Linked DNA regions of Zea mays: all the other regions are linked to region 1. The links are chromatin contacts, called in public Hi-C maps. All regions are on one chromosome and are shown on one strand. Each heading gives the region's core, a stretch centred on a gene start, on an enhancer-like site or on the middle of the called end of the contact. The rest is flanking DNA. Distances are from core to core; before and after follow the strand shown.

Evidence for each region. A called contact is a pair of places that touch in the nucleus more often than the background predicts.
Region 2: a Hi-C map of tassel shows a contact between it and region 1, with 4 times the contacts expected there. The contact joins the promoter of LOC103634586 here to the enhancer-like site in region 1. A contact is called at or near these places in 2 of 25 Hi-C or Micro-C datasets (leaf and tassel).
Region 3: a Hi-C map of ear shows a contact between it and region 1, with 2.0 times the contacts expected there. The contact joins the promoter of LOC100274089 here to the enhancer-like site in region 1. A contact is called at or near these places in 2 of 25 Hi-C or Micro-C datasets (ear and tassel).

What each region holds. Positions count from the first base shown.
Region 1 is chr1:51,792,930-51,796,080 of Zm-B73-REFERENCE-NAM-5.0, reverse strand. No RefSeq gene overlaps it. Among protein-coding and RNA genes, the nearest start is that of TRNAA-CGC, 73 kb to the right of the region's middle. Within about 2 kb of position 1,535, at least 19 of the 20 cell types and tissues checked have an H3K27ac peak or open chromatin away from gene starts, as enhancers often do. A contact at or near this core is called in ear, leaf and tassel, where this site is marked.
Region 2 is chr1:51,956,387-51,959,537 of Zm-B73-REFERENCE-NAM-5.0, reverse strand. It overlaps LOC103634586 (SNF1-related protein kinase regulatory subunit beta-1), which reads right to left and starts at 1,451. Exons shown (of 4, transcript XM_008656931.4): 1 at 1,006-1,451. The coding sequence starts at 1,251.
Region 3 is chr1:51,630,633-51,633,783 of Zm-B73-REFERENCE-NAM-5.0, reverse strand. LOC100274089 reads left to right here and starts at 1,721. Exons shown (of 10, transcript NM_001148468.1): 1 at 1,721-2,078; 2 at 2,212-2,289; 3 at 3,128-3,151.

The DNA.
Region 1 (3,151 bases), core at 286-2,785:
ATATACACACACACTATATTAAAAACATAATGTGGGTACCTCTACCACGGCTTAACCCTCCTCATATCTAGCGTCTGCAAAAAATAGTGCGGAACGAGTAGGGGAGACAATGGACTCTAAATTTTACACTATAAAATGTAAGGATCGGATCGGATTAAGATCGAACTCTATTTCTATTCATTTTGAACTAAAAATAATTTAGAGCCCTAGCCATTTGTGAAGAAACATTTAGATCATGATCCATTATACTTATAACTTATATAATTAAATAGCTCCAGATATCAACGTGCAATCCACATCTTGTCCGCTAATTTCCCCCAAACTCTTCGAATTATTTGCACCAATCGCGGATCCGCAACCATGTGCTCTTGATTCCATGCGCGTACTAGTATAAAATACGTGGCTACCAAATTCCACTGTAGGGAGTATGTGTTCGAACAATTTGGTTGCCTTCAACCATTTTGTGCTGAAACAAAAAATATATCAACTAGCAATCGGCCACTTTTGGGCTGGTAAAAGCACCAATTAAATGCTTCATTGTCCAGAGGCATTCTGAAACCTTAAGGGCAGTTCTTCAAGCACAATAAATAACTAAGAGACTCTATTATACAATGAAATATCTAAAAATATATTTTATTAATAAATGCATAAGTAATGCACTTGTACATCATCGAATCGATAGAACAGACGACAAATTCGTATAGTGGAAAGTAAGGTGTCTGTTGCTACTTGGGTTACGAGCGAGAGGAGTCTCTTTACGAAAAGACGACTCCACTTTTTTTTGCAAATACTCCTTTTAAACACCTCAAAAGTCTTTACGTTAAACACCACTGTACATGCCCTAAACAAGCCGCTATTCACCAATCACCATCAATGCTAAAGCCTAATAAAATAATTACTAGCTTATAATAGTAATAGGTCTACATGATAACCTCACATGTACGTGCATGAGACTAACTGTTAATTAAAAAATCCTCTCTTCCATTAAATCATAAAATAATGTATCTAGAACTAGCTCATAAATCATTACTAGAGGTATCATTGAGGGCGAGAGCCATCCATGTGATTATGGCTATGTTAGGCATTTATTTAGAGCTTTATAAATTTGTAGATCTGGAGCTATCTTAAGACTGACTTGTTTGGTTCAGTTGTTTTATTTCTATCCACGATAAAAAGAACAGTCTCAAAAAATTTTATTCTAATGCACCCCAAAAAAGTTTTTTATTCTAACATTTTTACAAACAAGATATTAGACAGAGCTAAGAGCTAGAGCTTATGCCAAATAGGACCTTGATGAATGGTCGTACAAGGTCAGAGGAAAGGATGGGGAAATGTTGCAATCAAAGTAGAGGGTCAGAGGAACAACTAGGGATGGAGAAATGTTGCAATCGAAGTTGGAGTCCGTAGGAAGTTTGCAGTTATAATTATGCGTCCTATTTTTTGTTTTCAACTGCTATGGTAGGGAATAGACTATTCCAATCCAGCGAGCACAACTGCACGAGATCTCACCGTGCAGGGTGACCGCTCAACCCACCGCAGCTGGGCCAGCCTTTTACCTAAAATAATTGTGCAGTGTAAGCTGGGCTAGGTGTTCTGGTGGGAGCAGAAGAGCCGTCGATGGATTAGAGCTAGAATCCAAAGAAACATGGGCCGCACTCCGTGTACCATGGGCCGAACCAGTGATTTAATAGCAAAAAGCAAAATAAATTAACCCATCACGTTCCTCTGAACTTCTGACTCTTAAGTAACCCTAGTTAGGGTTATGTGGGCAAATACCGGTTTTGCCTCTGAGGGGTCTCACATCTCTATATAAGGAACTTGTACACCTCATCATATTACAGAGATCAGAAAGAGGCCAGAGGCCCAACCCTATATCCAGTGTCTCGTGTGTTTCCTCTGTCGTGCTTAAGGGAAGGGAGACGGGTTCTCTACAGCTTCTTGCGCCTCTACTGCTGACGGGAGGAAAGGGAGCGGATCTGGTGATCCGTGGTAACGTAGTTCTCAACACGTTATCAGCACGCTCTACCTCGACGTTGCTGCGAGATCATATCTGCATCAACTCTCCGTCAAGCCGGCAGGTAGGGATGGCAATTCTGCCCGCGGGCACGGATATCCGCGGGTTTTGTACCCGATGGGCATGGATACGGATAAGAAATCTCGCCCACGGGTAAGGATACGGGCAACACTTCTCACCCGCGGGTAATTGACGGATATAAAATTTCGTCCGCGGGTATTACCCGTTACCCGCTTAATTTACTAGCCCATCAAAATATCGCCCATGTGTTCATTTTATCCTAAAACATTGTGTTGTAATAATTAATTATCTTAAGGGTTTGAGACTTATGTTTGTGGATGATCGATCATGTTTGTGGACTTTGAAGTTTGAACTATGTTCCTTGCCATATTATGTATGTCAAGTCATTGATGTTCTTGGTAAAATGAACATGACCACATACTCGTATGGTATTTTCTGGCGGGTAACGGGTTGCCCGATATCCGCGGATATCCTGCGGGTACGGGCATGGGTCGAAAATTTTACCCGCAAGCTCTCGCGGGTACGGATAAGCACTAGAGGCGCGGATATGTTGGCGGACGGGTAAATGGCTTACCCGCACTTTATCCGACCCGCTGCCATCCCTACCGGCAGGTCTCCAGCCTAGCCGAACTGTCCTACGCGACAAGCTTCGATTCCTCTGCAACGGAACGGTAAGATCGAATCTACTCTTTCACGTACGCGCACTGGTACAATCGCCATGGTTGTCGAAGCCGCACAGGGACGTCCCGGAGGCCGCGTGCTCGCATCGGGGCTGCACCTCGCCGGAGCCGCGCCCGCACACTTCATCGAAGCCGCGCGCCCACGCGACGATGACATGGCTTGCGCTGAACGTGCCATGGCTGGCGGCGGCCATGCAGAGCCCGTAACTCATGGCTGACGGCCTCGCCCATAGAGCTCTGGCACGTGTGGTAGGAGCTGGCGGCACTCGTCTACCAGCATGCAGACGAGGAGCACCACAACAGCCAGATAGAGCAACGAGCGCGACTCGAAGATCGCCACCATTGCTGCTGTAGGATGGAGTTTGTCTCGATATGCACATACATGCAGTTTTGAGATCCGATTTTCCAGCCTACCGTAAGAACGTTGCGAGTGGCG
Region 2 (3,151 bases), core at 202-2,701, 160 kb before region 1:
TCTTTTCATTGCAGACATCCAAATGATCAAGTACAGTGAGGGTAACAAAATGATCAAGTACATATATCTAATCATTGCAGAAAATTCTACATTCATCAGACCATAAATACAAGTAGCAGAATCAAAAGGATTATACAATCAACTATAATAGCTACTGTCTACTCTACTCACATAGTACATTAGCTTGCATACTCAAATTGGTGATCGTGTTGAGGAGGGCTTACCGCACATGGTCTGACATATCTTGTGGCACTGACAGAACAGAGAACGAGCGTACGTGAAGAACGGTGGCCTTTTGCAGCAGGATGGTCTGCGCACCCTCTTCCGCGGAGATGGATGCCACCCTCTGTAGGGAAGAACGACGGCGCCCTAGAACATGGATACGTTCGTGTGTGCACTAGGGATTTGAGGGAGATCCGAGGGAGGGTAGCTGGGAATCGTGATTTTGGGCAGGAAGCAGAGCGCGCGCGGGAAAACAGAGCGCGCGAGCCGAAAAACAGAATTAGTTGCTAAGCACTACATTTGAGGCCCTGCTGTTGGAGTTAACCAATTAAATTACGAATAAATTGGTCCCTAAAACAAAATTTAGGACCTAAATTTAGGGCCCCTTCTTGGAGTTGCTCTTAGCATTTGCGTTCTGACGGGTGCAAAAACGTTTCGCCGCATTTCGAGCACAAACTAGTAGTTAAGCTACTAAAGTACTAAGTGAGCAACTTACAAATAACTTCACGAAATTGCACGCGCACGGCAGCAAAATTGGTTCATAGAGAAAAGACGCTTGTCGGTTGGCATCAATCACAAGCGAATTAGGACGATACCAAACCTTGCCAGCGACCTCCAGATCGCGACCACTCGTCGCATTGGACCCTAACCCAACCAACCAAAATCATGGGCATCTTCAGATCACCCGACCACCTCCCGAGCAAACAAGCATCGAAACCAAACCATAGATTGATCAAACGAGCAAGCAAACCGAAATAGCGGTGCGGGATCTCGTGATCTGACCTGGGGCACGAACATCCGCGGCGAGAGCGAGTGGCCAGGACTCCCGGGTGGCGATCCGGCGCCTCCACCGCCACCTACGACACCCACCGAGCACGCGCGCCGCACGTGGTTGGCTCCTACGCTGCCGTACGGCGGAAAGGCGCGCTCCGACGAGCGGACCGACGAGTCCCCTCCGCCGTCCTCCACGTCGGCGCCGTCGCCGTCAACAGCTGCAGCGTCCTCCTCGCGGCCGCTGGCGTTGCCCATACCTCTTCCTCTTGCCACCCCCACGGCCCCACCCCTTGGCGGCGAAGAGGCGCGAAATTACGGAGATGCCACCAGGGCGGGCCTGGTGCCGTGCCGCTAGGAAGGGGGAAGAAGAGGAGGAGGACGGGGACGGGGACGGGGGCTGCGGGGCTCGTATTAGTACGGCCTTAACTTTGCTGGTAATTAAGCGCGTGCCACTGGCCTAGTGCCCTTGCCCGGTAACGTGGCGCCACACGTGCACCCGGTGCTCGTGGTCTGATCGCCACTGCCATGTGGGACCATACTGTTCAGTGGGTCTGCAGTGCAGAAGGATCCGTCTTGGGGACGACAAGCCGCGCGCGTGTTGATATGTATGTACGGGTGACGTGGACTGCGGCCGGGTCACGGCTCGCACGTTGGAGGGGAAGGGCAGGGCCGTTCCTGCCTTTCACGAGCCAGTGCGAAATTTGATGTAGAAGTCCTATCTACATAAATACTAGTCGGTTGCCCGTGCGTTGCGACGGCTTACAACAATACCCACATAAACTATACATCAAAAAAATTTCAAGATTTTTTATTGATTGTCTCCGCTCTCTGTATAATTTTTTTTATTTGGCTAACTGATGTTATTGTTTACTCCATGCAATATGTCTTGGTACAACATAGCCAATGAAGTGAGCGATTAGAAGAGAGTTCACAACGACTAACTGAACGAACAGATATTATAAAATGACATAATTGCACCATACAGAGACCAAATAAAAGAAAGTTTGGGAGCTCTAGTTTCTAAAATAAGTCACATGAAGTCAAACTTATAAAAAAATAGATAAAAATATAGAGTGATTGCTAAAGTCAGGCATCAATAAAAACTGTATGCGCTCTATAAAAATTATGCTACTTCATAGCAATTACTAATGTTTAAAACCAATAAATAACCTTTCATTTTACTGTTCAATTCAGTAACCTCAAATACCATGGAGTCCATTGCGCCAATGTGGTCTCAGAAACGATCTAATGCTTGTAAGAGCGAAGAACGTCGTGCCATGCTTGGGCTGTACCCTCGGTCTGTAGTGCTGGCCCGGCCCGACATGATTATATTTTTTTATTTTACAAAAAACGTATATACATATATACAATTTATATTCAATATTAAAAATATTTGAGCATGATGTTCTACTGGTTAGACAACTTCATCTAATGTCTCACGCCCTTCTTCCATCAGGGCATGGGTTCAATCCCCACCTCTAGCACCTTTTTTTTAACATTTTACGCTGATTTAATCAAATGAACCGACGAGATGATCGGGCACAGTCAGAAGGCCGGCATGACATGCCTGGGCCAGAGTTGTGGCCCGCGAGTGTCTGGCTCATGTCGGGCCACCGTTTGGCCATCTATAGGCGTGCAGCGATTAATTTAAAATAGTTGTGAGGAGTTATTTATAAAAAGATGACGCATGACGACCGTTGAAACTGGTGCTTTAAGTATAGTATAGATATATAATTATATATATTATTAAATATTTAACGTATAAAAATTATTATGCACTGTTTTAAAGTTTATAAGATAATAGATATAAAATATAGAAAAAACACTTACTTATTATATGATATTATTAAAAATATCTTCTAACATTTTATGATACAAAGTCATCGCTTATATAATCGAGATTAATCTCATCTAACAACTTTTTTTCGATATATAGAATCACCAAGTCATTTAACCTCTCTTGAATTATCGTTGACCATAAATAATTCATAAAAAATTTAATTTTAAAAAGCTTCTCTCTACCGAAGCAACCATCATATATATAGTTTATAATACTCTCTCTATATCAAAATAAAATTTGTTTTGTTTCTTTAGTGGATTTACCATCATCAATATAAACATAAAAATTAAGAGTCAAACCAAATACTATTTTAAA
Region 3 (3,151 bases), core at 472-2,971, 160 kb after region 1:
ATCTCCGGCCTAGTGGCGGAACGCACCCGCCCTAAATCCTAAGATGAGGAGGGGGCCCTAAGCATTTTGCCTGCTAGATGGATTCAGAATGAACACGAGTGAACACGAGGATTTAGATTGGTTCAGACCGCCGGAGCGTAAAACCCTACTCCATTGTGTGTTGTATTGAGTGTTTGAGCACTTGAGCTTTAGGGTGTTGTGAACCTAAGTCGGTCTAGAGAGCTTGAGAGCCTAAGGAGTCTGCCTTGTAACGTTGTGTGCCTTCCCTTTTATAGCTCAAGGGAGGCATATACAAGGGTGCTAAGCCTGACATGTGGGCCCAGGAACAGAATGGAAGGAATACATGGAGTAACTAATGCAGGTGACACCTGAGCAATCTCCAGGCGCCCTGATGTCCGCAGCCCTCACAGTATTGATATGCGACAGCTGCTTCCTTGGTACGTACGAGTAATGATGGTCATAATGCACGTGACAGTATGGGCGTGCCACCTGCCAGCGAAATGGACAGGCACGCCGCCTGCGGAATGGACAGGTCGCCGCCTGCTAGTGGAATGGACAGGTCTCATTAAATACCGAGGCGGTACATCACCTGTCAGCGGAATGGATAGGCGGCGCGCCTTATCCGCAATAAATGCAGGGGCCGCGTAACCCGGAGGCCTTACGTCAGGCTCCGCCTGTTGGCTTACGTCACGTGCAGTTGGCCACGTGGCAGCATCGGGTCTCCGCCTGGGCAGGGAGCAAAAGTGTATGCGGACAGGTCCGCACTAGACTAGGTCCAGACACGTGTCGGTACCGGACCCCGCCTGAGTCCTGTTCAAGGCCCGGGTGTATTCTGTCCTGTGACCTTGGGACCCCACTGTGGGCGGCCCGGACCCCATACGGGGGGACGGGGGGGGAGAGGTCCGAACTGTATATCTGGGGGTCCGACGCTCTCCCGTGGGGTCCGGACTCACTGTTGATGCTTTGGAGCATGCCACCTCCTCTGGACACGTGGCGGCTTCGGACCCGCCCATGTGGTGGAGTCGGGCGCTGCTGTGGACCCAGAATAGCCGTCTGAGATTGGGGCGAGCTAGGGCTTGGTCCCACACACAACACTTCTACCACGCGACTAAGGGGAGGACATATCCTGTGCAATCACTCATTTTGGTACAAGCGTGCAATCAAACTATCCAGAGCATCCAATCTAGATCCAACGGTTTCATATGGAAGGGGTTAAAAGTAAAATAGGTACTATGTTTTAGGTGGAAGTGGTTAAATATAAAATAACAGTCATCATTAGATATAGATCGGATGCACCAGATCGCTTGATTGCATGCTTGCACCAGGATAAGTGATTGCATAGGATATTTTCCCGACTAAGGGATAGTCCCATGAGTTCTTTGTCTTTATATAGTAGCAGGGGTACCCTAGTTTTAAGGTACCGACAAATGGATAAACTAAAATTTAGTCACTATAAACCAAACACCCTATTTTTGGAGTGTTTTGTTTCCACAGCTTAAAAACAGTATCAAAAGTGGATTTAGCAATGCTCCAAAGTTTTACTCCGTATACTTCCGTTTTTCTCTGCCACATGTGGTAGGGGGAGACGAGGAAAAAATGTTTCGTCAAACCAGAGACGAGAGAAGTTTTGTCAAACCAGCAAACGAAGGCGCGGAGACGTGCTGCAGAGCCTGCAGAGGCTTTTCTTCCCCCCACCCCACCCATCGCGTGTGAGTCCACGGTGTGATGTCACGGAGCGGTGGCGGCTTTCCCGATTCACTGTGCGGGAGAAATCCCCGTGCAGCCTTCTTCCACCTCCTCCTACTCTCCGCTATTCGTCTTCGCTGATTTCTGCCGCTCCAATTCCATCGCTTCCCTGCTTTAGAACCTTCTCTGCTAGCTTCTCCCCGTCACAGCTTTTGGTGCCTCGTCATCGGCGACCAAACCGCCGGCGACCGGATAAACTAAGCCAGCTCCTTCGCTCCGAAAGTCGTCTCTCGTAGAGAGCACTTGCTCACCTGCTCCCCGCCCCCCTCTGCTGGCGCTGGACTTGCTCGGAGTGGAGATCCATCCGGACCTGGTTCGATTTCTTCATTTCGGTAAGTAACCCTAGCTTGCTGGGTTGATTCTTTTGACTCTTAAGAGTTTTTTTTGTTTGCTGAACGGAAGGATTCCGAGTGTTTAGTTTGTTGCGGATTTGCTGTCTGAGAGCGTTGTAATCTATCCATGCAGGGTTCGATTCGGTTTTTCTATCCCAGAGCGAAAGATCAATATCACCTGACACAACATAACGATTTCGTGGAAGCCGAGGTGCGCGGGCATTTATTTTTTCTGAAATACGGACTGATTCGGAATTGAATCCCTATACTATACCCCACCCACGTCTGGGTCGTCCGCCCCCTGTGTCACTGTGTTGCCGTGCTGTCCTAGTTTCGTACTTGCTTTGGAAAGCTTGGCGCTGCTATTAAGGCAGTATCATTTGGGAAGGTGTTTCATCACTTGGGCTTCCCGTTACGAGTTGAGTTATTGAAAGCTGCTCTGTCGGCTTCCAGGCTACCTCCTTCGAGCCGGCCTGATCTCCTCTCTCACATACCCTTGTTCTCTTGATCACCTGTATTTTATCTATGCTCCCCAGCACTTTCTGATCTTCTAAATCACTCGTGTGAGTGAATGTGTTATTGTAAAAATTACTGTGGGCTCGTGGTTTTAATTTTTAAGGATGGTCTTTGCTTCCACAAAGCTAAGCAAGCTGGGGTATAATTGTATGAGCTGGGAAATTTAGGAATTTGCCTAGTAATCAACGTTTTGGAACTAAAAAAACCATTCTTCATCTTTTCAATACCTTGCGTCCAAATGATGTGTTACTGTACTTGTTGTCTTTGGAATTACGAGCTGCTATTGACAGGTGGCATTTGGAAAGGTGTCACCACCATGATTGTCAATTAACCACGGCTAGATGCCTTTTGTTAATATTTCCAGATTAAGAACATGCAGTTAACTCTGACCGGTTGCTGTTTTTGGTAACGGTACGGTACCAATATGCCAGTGCTTAGATGGGCTATCGTTTTTGCCATTTGTACCTTTATACCTGTATATCATTTAATGATATTGCTGATATACCTGGAAATTTGTTTCTTGTGATGGATAGGTTGCTTCTCTGCTCAGTGGGTGG